Linked DNA regions of Macaca mulatta: region 1 is linked to region 2. The links are chromatin contacts, called in public Hi-C maps. All regions are on one chromosome and are shown on one strand. Each heading gives the region's core, a stretch centred on a gene start, on an enhancer-like site or on the middle of the called end of the contact. The rest is flanking DNA. Distances are from core to core; before and after follow the strand shown.

What was found. Hi-C and Micro-C count contacts between places; a contact is called where the count stands out from the background.
Region 1: a contact with region 2 is called in a Hi-C map of cortical neurons, with 2.3 times the contacts expected there. The contact joins the promoter of B3GNT8 here to the promoter of BCKDHA in region 2. A contact is called at or near these places in 3 of 14 Hi-C or Micro-C datasets (blood, cortical neurons and fetal cortex germinal zone).

The regions. Positions count from the first base shown.
Region 1 is chr19:52,575,902-52,581,353 of T2T-MMU8v2.0, forward strand. B3GNT8 (UDP-GlcNAc:betaGal beta-1,3-N-acetylglucosaminyltransferase 8) reads right to left here and starts at 2,568. Exons shown (of 3, transcript XM_015124102.3): 1 at 2,435-2,568; 2 at 1,135-1,409; 3 at 1-661. The coding sequence starts at 629.
Region 2 is chr19:52,540,961-52,546,273 of T2T-MMU8v2.0, forward strand. It overlaps BCKDHA (branched chain keto acid dehydrogenase E1 subunit alpha), which reads left to right and starts at 3,424. Exons shown (of 7, transcript XM_077983049.1): 1 at 3,424-3,541. The coding sequence starts at 3,434. EXOSC5 (exosome component 5) reads right to left here and starts at 3,001. Exons shown (of 6, transcript XR_013410724.1): 1 at 2,789-3,001.

The DNA of each region.
Region 1 (5,452 bases), core at 1,318-3,817, 34 kb after region 2:
AGCAGGTCACTGTAGCGACGGCTCTCCCAGGCCACTAGTGAGTCTAGGTCAGGCCCTGCCTCACCCACCGGAGACCCTAGCAGGAAGAGCAGCCGGATCCCTGGAGCTGGACTGCCCCACGTCTCCCTCACGGCCTGTCGTTCTGCAAAGCGCCCTGGTTCTGACTTGACGGCCAACAGCAGGTAGGGGACATCAGTATCCGAGCAGCTGGAGACTTGGCCGCCACCACCTCCAGGCAGCCACTGTGGGAAGCTCCGGCAGGCTGCTGACAGCAGGAAACGACGGAGGTCCTTGGGGTAGGAGGTGAAGTCAGGGATCTCGGCGGCGGCGGCGGCCCCCCAAGCCTGGCAGCCCCCCGTTTCAGTGCTGTCCCCACTGGGCAGGGACCCCAGCCGCCACTGCTGCTGGTTCCAGTAAGCGAAGGGCAGCGGGCCAGTCTGGCCCAGGCGGGCGGAGAGGTTGGCAGGTAGGGTGGGCTCGGGGTTGGCTGGCGTGGGGCCTGGCGGGGTGCCCCGAGGGCTGGGGTAGGCCTTGCTGAGCCAGGACTCGGATGTCCACTCGATGTACACTTTGAGGCCCAGGAGTGTGAGCAGTGCTGACAGGCAGAGAAGGCACTTGGGGCAGCGCATGACCTGGCCCAGGGAAGGGGCGGCCGCGGGAGCTACAAGGGAGCCACAGGGGAGCCACGGAGGCCATTGGGGTGTGGGGATGGGCCTCCAGAGAGGGCCCAGCCAGGGCCCAGGCAGACAGCTTCACAATCTCCCATAGTCCCTGCCAACCCCCGTAACAGCTTCTCTCAGTCCCAGATCCTAAACAGCTCCCCTGACCCAGGGACCCCGTTGGTCCTTATTCCTAGACCTAGGAATCCCCCATTCCAATCCCATTCCAGCACCCTGTTCTTCCCACTCCGTCCAAATGTTTCCACCTTCCTAAGAGCCCAAGGGTCTACCTCTTCCCTGTCTCCATCCAGGACAAGGGACCCTGCCGTCTATCTCCTCCCTCTCCCTCCATTTATCGCCCTCACCAGGAAATCAGGAGCACGATTCCTAGCTCCCTGGGGTTAGAAACCCAGCGTGCCTCCCGCAACATCCCCACCCCAGGGACAGGGGAACCAGGGATCCCACGCCTTTTTACCTCTGGGTCTGGCTCCCACCAGCTCCGGGTGCTGGCCTCAGGTCAGGCCTCAGCTCCCTCTGATCTGCCTGCCCCAGCCCCTGCGTTGTCGACCGGCCAGGCCCAGCCCTGCCCAGCCAGTCCAGAGGGGCGGGGAGGGGAGCGGAGCGGGAGCAGGGAGGGCCCCAGGGGCCGGGGCGGGGCTGAGGCAGAAGGGAGGGAGGGAGGGAGGAGGGCAGGAGGCCGACCTGAGAGATGGAGCTCTGGCGTGTTAGGGCTGGTTTCTGGTAAGACAGCTGGGAAGGGTGCAGGGGGCAGCCACAGAAACAAGACGGGGGCGTTGCGAGGCCTAGGAGGGGAGAACCAGGGCCTGGGGAGGGAGGGGGTACCAGGGAGGGTGAGACTGAGGGCTGGGCCTGGGCTGGGGAGTGTCAGAGTGACCAGGGTGAGGCAGGGTCCCACTGAGGCAGAGATGGGGAGGCTGAGAGGCTGGCACCCGGCGGCGCCCATGGCCAGGAGGCGGCAGTGAATGTGCTGAGTGGGAAGGGATCGGCGGGCCCGCCAGAGAGAGGGATGTTTGTTGTGGCTGCCCAGTCAGGGTGGAGGGGGAAGGGGCTGGTGAGGAGGAGGAGAGACAGAGACATTGTGGAGAGGGAAGGGACGGCCCGGGAGCAGAGAGAGGAGAACTGGGGTGAGACAGGCGATGGAGAGAGCTGAGGGGGAGAGAGAGAAGACAGGAAAAGTGGGAAGGTGGCCAGGAGGGAGAGGGGGAGGGAAATGGAGATCCGAGAAAGATAAGGGGTTGCGGAAGCCCTGTGGGGTGCTCACGGGGGAAAGAGAGTTTGAGAGAGGCAGGTGGAGGGCAGAGGGGAGGGACTCAGGCTTCTGAGCCAGACCTGGGGAGTGAGTGGCGGAGAGGGAGCCAAGGGGAAGAACAGGAGAGGAAAAGACTGGAGCTTCAAGGGCAATAGAGGGTGACAGGGTGGGGCCCACAGGGAACCCCGGGAGCTAAGCTGACCCCCTGTACCTCCTCCACCCGGGCTGCCTGCCAGCAGGGTGGGAATCCGTTCCTACCTTACCCCCAACCTCCAGCCCTGGAGCCAGCCTCGCCCTGGGCCCCGCCCCTCCCCCAGGGGCGCTGTGACTCTGGGAACACTCACATCCAGCTCCCTGGGGCAGGAGAGGGTGTCTGCCTGTGTTTGCATCCCTGCCCTCCAGAGGTCCCTGCTGTTGGTACTGCATCAGCTCTCTAAAGACCTCCCAAGACATGGGGTGGGACTAAGGGGCTCCCACTAAGCCTGGGCTGACCCCTTCACTCCACCCTTGTTTGGGGGCAGGCCTGTCCCCATCATGGCAGGAACCCAGTCTGTCAGCAGCAGCAGTTGATCTGTCCAGCCCTGATTTCCTCCCCCCAAGTTTGAATAATGGAGCCTGTGGGAACAGCTGGAGGAAGAGAGTGGGGAGGAAGTGGTGAATGTTAATGGAATAATAGCTGGAGTGGGAAATGACAGCTAGGGGCTGGGGGCAGGAGCCCGAGCACCTCCTGAGGGAGTCTGCAAGTTCACTCTACCCTGGGGCTGGGAGAGAGGGACTCCAGACCCCTGGGCTCATCTAGCTTCTGGGGGCAGGGGGCGCTGCTCTTCCTGGAAGCATTAGGAAGCTTCGGAGGGGCCGGGTGCAGTGGCTCAAGCCTGTAATCCCAGCACTTTGGGAGGCTGAGACGGGCGGATCACGAGGTCAGGAGATCGAGACCATCCTGGCTGACACGGTGAAACCCCGTCTCTACTTTAAAAATACAAAAAACTAGCCGGGCGAGGTGGCGGCGCCTGTAGTCCCAGCTACTTGGGAGGCTGAGGCAGGAGAATTGCGTGAACCCGGGAGGCAGAGCTTGCAGTGAGCTGAGATCTGGCCACTGCACTCCAGCCTGGGCGGCAGAGCGAGACTCCGTCTCAAAAAAAAAAAAAAAAGGAAGCTTCGGAGGGTGCCTTTCTTTTTGCCTTTGCCATGTGCCTCAGCCTGGGTCCAATAAGGAGAGAGAAACCACACAGGAATGGGAATAGGGAAAGTTCAATATACAGAATGATTAACTCTACCATGGGATTGGCCAGTAAGGGGTGCCTTCTTGGGGAACATGGTTGGAGGGTGGACATGCTGGTGGAACATGATCATTCCAATCCAACACTTCCATCTCCCCAAGCCTTGGGACTCCCCTCATCCATCTTACGCTAGGGCAGTTCTGGTCTCTCTGCCTCATTAACTTTAGGCCACTGTTGGATCCAAGTTCCGGTTAGGTACCCAAGCAAGCTATTAGAACCACGTCCAGCTGCACAAGGTAACCCATGAAATCCAGAAGCTCTGGAAAGCGCACTGATGCCAGTAAATTTGGCCTGAGCTAGTGTTACATCCACCCTCATTGGTGTCACATGCTTAAAATCCACTTCTGCATGCATTCCCCAAGTTTCTGACTCTGTATATTTGCGAAGCCTTGTCATTCTCATCGTGTAAAAGCTGGCACCTGTCTACCTGGAGCAAGCCGATTTGACCCTAGGTATTTATGGGTCTAGAGGCAGCAAGGGGCGCTTGTGGTGAGTCTTAAGAAGAAAGGGGTGTATCCGTTATTTCTGTGTAAGAGCTGGCCATGAGAAAAAAAACTGGGGTGGGACAGTGGCTCACCCCTATAATCCCAGTACTCTGGGAGGCCAAGAGGGGAGGATCACTTGAGCCCAGGAGTTTGAGACCAGCCTGGGCAACATAGTGAGATCTTATCTCTAATTAAGAAAAAAAAAAAAAAGAATGGACAACCACTTTCAAGGTGTCTGCCCCTGGTGAGGTCATCACAAGATTTCTTTTTTTTTTTTTTTGAGACGGAGTCTCACTCTGTCACCCAGGCTGGAGTGCAGTGGTGTGATCTCCGCTCACTGCAAGCTCTGCCTCCCAGATTCACACCATTCTCCTGCCTCAGCCTCCCGAGTGGCTGGGACTACAGGCGCCTACCACCACGCCCGGCTAATTTTTTTGTATTTTTAGAAGAGATGGGGTTTCATCATGTTAGCCAGGATGGTCTTGATCTCCTGACCTCATGATCTGCCCGCCTTGGCCTCTCCAAGTGCTGGGATTACAGGCATGAGCCACCGCACCCGGCCTCTTTTTTTTTTTTGGCCTCTTTTTTTTTTTTTTTTTTTTTTTGAGACGGAGTCTCGCTCTGCCGCCCAGGCTGGAGTGCAGTGGCGCGATCTCGGCTCACTGCAAGCTCCGCCTCCCGGGTTCACGCCATTCTCCTGCCTCAGCCTCCTGAGTAGCTGGGACTACAGGTGCCCGCCACCGCGCCCGGCTAATTTTTTTTTTTTGTATTTTTAGTAGAGACGGGGTTTCACCGTGGTCTCGATCTCCTGACCTTGTGATCCGCCCGCCTCGGCCTCCCAAAGTGCTGGGATTACAGGCGTGAGCCACCGCGCCCGGCCCCTTTTTTTTTTTTGAGATAGAGTCTTGCACTATTGCCCAGGCTGGTGTGCAGTGGTGTGATCTCAGCTCACTGCAACCTCTCTGCCTCCTGGGTTTAAGTAATCCTCCTACTCGGGAGTGTTCAGCCTCCCAAGTAACTAGGATTACAGGCACCCGCCACCACGCCTAGCTAATTTTTTTGTATTTTTAGTAGAGATGGGGTTTTACTATGTTGGCCAGGCTGGTTTTGAACTTCTGACCTCATGATCCACCTTCCTTGGCCTCCTGAAGTGCTGGGATTACAGGCGTGAGCCCCTGCGCCGGGTCACATCACAGAGTTTCTAAGCAAAGGAAGGCTGGTAGGTTCCTCAGACACTGATAAGTCACTCGCTTGAAGTGACTTGGGGGTTCAAGATTGCCTGTTTACTCTGGGTCCAATTAGGTGACCCCATTCCAAAGAAGTAAAAACTTTTGGGCCAGGCATGGTGGCTCGTACCTGTAATCCCAGCACTTTGGGAGGCTGAGGCAGGTGGATCACCTGAGGCCAGGAGTTTGAGAACAGCGTGGCCAACATGGCAAAATGCTGTCTCTACTAAAAATACAAAAATTGGCTTGGTGTGGTGGTGCGTGCCTGTAATCCCAGCTACTTGGGAAGCTAAGGCAGGAGAATCGCTTGAAACCAGGAGGTGGAGGTTGCAGTGAGCCAAGAGATCGCACTACTGCACTCCAGCCTAGGCGACATAGTGAGACTGTATCAAAAACAAAATAACAAAAAACAAAAATGTGGGGGCTGTCATGGAAGCTGTCTAGTTCTCAGACTGTGACTTGAGCTGAGTTAGCAGACCCACGCTTGTCACTGTCTGTGGGCACTCAGGGGCACTCTGGAGAATCCATCCAA
Region 2 (5,313 bases), core at 2,174-4,673:
AAAAAAAAAAAAAAAAAAAAAAAACCCAAAACATTTGAGGCCAGACATGGTGCCTCACACCTGTAATCCCAGCACTCTGGAGGCCCAGGTGGGAGGACTGCTCGAGGCCAGGAGTTTGAGACCTGCCTGAGCAACATAGCAAGACTCCTGTCTCTATTTTCTTTTTTGAGACAAAGTTTCCCTCTGTCACCCAGGAGGCTGGAGTGCAGTTGTGCAATCTCAGCTCACTGCAACCTCCGCCTCCCAGGCTCAAGTGATTCTCGTGCCTCAGCCTCCAGAGTAGCTGAGATTATAGGTGCGTGCCACCTTGTCCGACTAATTTTTGTATTTTTAGTAGAGACGGGTTTTCACCATGTTGGCCAGGCTGGTCTCAGAACTCCTGACCTCGACTGGGCGAGGTGGCTCACGCCTGTAATCCCAGCAATTTGGGAGGCCGAGGCGGGTGGATCACGAGGTCAGGAGTTCAAGATCAGTCTGGCCAACATGGTGAAACCCCGTCTCTACTAAAAACTACAAAAATTAGCTGGGCGTGGGAGCACACGCCTGTGGTCCTGGCTACTCGGGAGGCTGAGGCAGAAGAATCGCTGGAACCTGGGAGGTGGAGGTTGCAGTGAGCCACGATCGCTTCACTGCACTCTAGCCTGGGTGACAGGGCGAGACTCTGTGTCAAAAAAAAAAAAAGAATTACTGACCTCAGGTGATCTACCCTCATCGGCCTCCCAAGGTGCTTGGATTACCGGTGTGAGCAACCCATGTGAGCAACTGCGCCCGGCCCCTTCTTAATTCTTAGGTTCGAAGAAACTTGAGGTATCTCAATTCAGCATAAGTGCTAAGCCTGAGGGAGGGTCCGGGAAGGTCCCTGGTTAAGGCGGTATTTCCTGGGATGCCCAATTTGCCCTTACACGGAAGGTGTGCTTAGTTCCAGGAAAAACTGCCCTGAGGACTGGAGAAACCAAAATAGAACTCGCCTCTGGCTCCAGATGAACTGCCTGTGTTTCGCCTGAGCACAAGAGTCCCTCCCCTCTCACCTTCTTCAAGACGTGGCTCCAGCAATTCTCTCCCCTGTTGACCCCACAACCATCTTCAATTCCTGCCCCACTTATCTGATCCTCTTACAGCAAAACTCCTGAACAGCTGTCTATTCTTCCTTTCCTGTGACCCCACCACTCCACTGCGGCAGCTCAACATCGTCACCACTGACCTCCAAATGATCAACCCTCCATTGACCCGGCTGTCAGTAAGGCCGAAACAGCTGTCAGCCCTCACATCTCAGACACGCTCTTCTCTTGGCCCCAGGTCACCACCCTCTCCCGGTTTCCCCCTAAGTCTCTGGGCGTTCCTTCTGAGTCTCCTTTAGCTTGCTTGTCACAAGTCCCTGACTGCTCAAGTTGGAAGGCCTAGGGCTTGGTCCTGGGACCTCTTTTCCATCTACACTGACTTCGTTCAGTCAATAGGCTGAAATACCATATATACAGCCAGAGAGTTCCAAATTGCCTATGTCCAGCTTGGGTCTCTCTCCTGATTTCCAGACTTGTACAGATCTGGGCAGAAACCTTAGTTATGCCTGACTCTTTTTCCTCGCACTCAAACCAAACTATAGGTAAGTTTTGTCCGTTTTACTTTCAAACTACATCCAGAATCTCATCACCTCCACTACTCCTGTTCTGGCTGGAGCCACCATCACCTCCCTGTTTTCCCCCATACTCCCCACAATCAACACAGCAGCCAGATTTTGTTAAAATGTATTGGGGCTGGGCGTGGTGGCTGGTACCTATATGAGCACTTTGGGAGGAGGACTGCTTGAGTCCAGGAGTTCAAGACCAACCTGGGCAACATCGTGAGACCCTGTCTCAAAATTTTTTTTTTTTTTTTGAGACATTATCTTGTTTTGTCGTGCACACTGGAGTACAATGGCACAATCTTGGCTCACTGCAACTTCTGCCTCCTGGGTTCAAGAGATTCTCCTGCCTCAGCCTCCCCAGTAGCTGGGATTACAGGCGCCCACCACCATGCCTGGCTAATTTTTGTACTTTTAGTAGAGTCGGGGTTTCGCCATGTTGGCCAGGCTGGTCTCGAACTCCTGACCTCAGGTGATCCACCCGCCTTGGCCTCCCAAAGTGTGGGGATTACAGGCGTGAGCCACTGTGCCCAGCCTCCTGTCTCAAACGTTAAAGAGAAATATTCTTGGAGTTAATCTGGTTCTGAGAGTTATTTAGCTAGGGGAAGGGGATATTTGCCCTATAGGTAAGACTTGCCCTAATCTTAGGGATATTTACTCCTGTGGAGAGATGCAGTGAGGTAGCGGTGGGGATGTATTTTTCAACCCAGGGCAGTGACATTATCTTCAATTTGAGGAGTATTTACGTGGGTGAAAGATCCGCCACAGTCCAGAGTATGCAAATTGACAGGTTTGCGTCAGTCCGGGATGCAAGGACCTAGCGGGCGTGTGTGTGGGGCGGGCGGGGGCGGGGGTGAGGAGGAGGAACCTAGTTAAGGGCGATATTTACCCTGGTGAGGTGATTTTCCCTATTCTGAAATATCAATTCTTGCGGGGACGGTCTGCCCCGCCTGTCATTCTCAGACATATTTACAAAGATGGAGCTATCTTCTCCTTTCTAGTCGTGAGGGAGAGATGTATGTATCCCTGCGTATGTAGTAGTATTCAATCGGACAAGAAATCATGTATCAACGCAGGAGTGACATTTACCAGCTGGTATCATGGGGAGATGGGCACTCCGTTGCACGGTACATGGTAGTCCCTCTCCAAAAGACCTGGGTAAGTTCTTACCTTGCAGGAAGGAAGCAGAGCCATCTGGCCGCGACAGCAGGTTCTGTTCGCAGGCAAAGTGCCGGAGGCTGCAGCCGGGACCCCGAGGGCTGCACCCTGTTCCAATTTCAGCGCGGATTTTGGCGTCAGTATGCATCTCCTCCTCCATCGCGCCGACCCCACGTGCGGCTGCGATTATCACTTCCGCCCGGCAGCGCGCGCTGCGAACACTCTGCGTAACCATTGCGCACGCGCTGGGCTCGGCCGTCAGTCCTGGCGTCCGCACGTGGCTTAGCGTTTACCAACAATCTGGCTCCGCCCAGTCCCACCTCCTAACTCTGGCAACGCCATTGGACAGTTGAGAACAGGAGGCAGGCCTTGGCAGTGACCTGTTTTACTCTGGGCCCCCGGGCCCTAAATCCCTGAGGCCGTGGTCAGGTTGCCCTCTTCTTTGCCTGTTACAGGAGTAACTACAATGAGGCGACTGGGGAAAATTTTGGGTAGATAGGTTTTCTTCTCCAAATCTCTGTGCATTCTATCTACAACAGAATGGGAAGAAGGTGATTTTCTTGTCAGATGGTGCTGGAGTTTGTGTCAGGCACATAAAGGGGCAGCCCCGAATCTAGCCTACGTGAGTGCCCTACCGCTGAGTGGTTGCTAGCCAAGATGGCGGTAGCGATCGCTGCGGCGAGGGTCTGGCGGCCAAACCGAGGCCTGAGCCAGGCTGCCCTCTTGCTGCTGTGGCGGCCTGGGGCTCGGGGACTGGCTAGATCTGTGAGTACCTGGGCCCCAGGGGGTTTTCCCAAAGGGGATTAGGGATGTAAAGGCTATCTTCAGAGTGTGGGGTCCCTGAAGGATATGAAGGAAGGGCTGTCACAGAAGGGAAAAAGAGTGGGAGACCCCTTGGAGAAGACACCGAAGGGAAGATCTGCCACTTCCTTAGAAGAAAAGAACTTCCACTTCTTCAGGAGAGGACAAAACCCGTTTGCAACTTCTTTGTGGGCCCTGAGGAAGGGAGACGACTTGAAGAGAGGGATGGGAGTTCCTTATTTATTTATTTAGTTAGTTTTTGAGGCGGAGTCTGGAGTGCAGTGGCCGGATCTCAGCTCACTGCAAGCTCTGCCTCCCGGATTCACGCCGTTCTCCTGCCTCAGCCTCCCGAGTAGCTGGGACTACAGGCGCCCGCCGCCACCCCCGGCTAATTTTTTTTTTTTGCATTTTTAGTAGAGACGGGGTTTCACTGTGTTAGCCAGGATGGTCTCGATCTCCTGACCTCGTGATCCGCCCACCTCGGCCTCCCAAAGTGCTGGAATTACAGGCGTGAGCCAGCGCGCCCGGCCGGGGGTTCCTTATTAACTGCCACTCGTATTCAGGGGAGGTTCCTTGGAGGGACAGGGGAAGACCGCGAGACCTTTTCCCTCAGGCTTTGGAGAATGAAACTGACTTTATAAAGGAGAGACTTTCTTCTGGGCAAAGATCCCTCTTCAAGAAGAAGAAAGAAGAGAGCAAGTCCCCTTATCGCAGGCTGCATAGGGCCTTGTATTTCTTTGCTCCTTTGCCACAATTCTGATTTTAAAATGAATTGTGTAAAAATTTTGTTTGGTTCCTGTGTCTCCTGATCGAATATCAAGACAGGGAACTCGTGTGTTCTGGACACTGTACAGAGGAGATGATTAATATTTGTTGAGTTAATGAGGGGAAAAACGGAGGGACAGAGGTACAGATAGGGCACTTTGCCCACATTTCTTAGAAACACTTGAGAAGGCTTTGTTTCTTGTCAAAAGGGTCACAATCCCTTCAGGTGGATGCTGTCAAAATTACACTGCAAAAAACCTGGGTGGAAGCCTCTCTTTAGAGGGGGAGAGGCAAGGGGTTGCAGAAGAGCTTTGAACTACATTTGACAGATAGGAGAGTAGTGGTTACATGGGTGGGTTCATGTCCTTGCTCTGCCACTTTCCACTTGTGTATTGGGCAACGGACTGCACCTCTCTGGATCTATGGACCTAATTTCCCTCTCTAAAATATTAACAGTGGCCACCTCATAGGACTGTGAAAAATTAATATGTAAAATGCTAAGGACTGGACCTGGCACATCATAAGGGCAATAGGAATGTTGGTCATTGTTGATAGTGAGGGTAGAGGGAAAGGACAGAAACTGACGTTGGAGATGGGGAGAAGAAAAGGGTGACCTTGGGAAGGCCTGGACTGGTGAGGCCCTGCGGAAAAAAATCTTAAAAGATCTTGTGAGGTTGAGTCTGATCCTCTGATCCCCAATCCATAAGGAGGAGAAGATGGAATCTGTAGAAAGAAGCTCTGGGTAGGGGGACAAACGGGAGGAGGGTGAAGAGGATGGGCCAGGAGTAGGACGTAGTAGGTATCTAGGAATGGAGTCACTTGAAACAGGTAAATGCAGAAGGGCTGCAGGAGCAAGATGTGGGTAGGGCAGTCTCCTGCCTTTGGGCTGGAGACCTTTTCACTTTTTTTTTTTTGGAGCAGTTCATATCCTCCACCGCTGATCTCAGTCCCAGGAGCCTATTGGCTGGGCA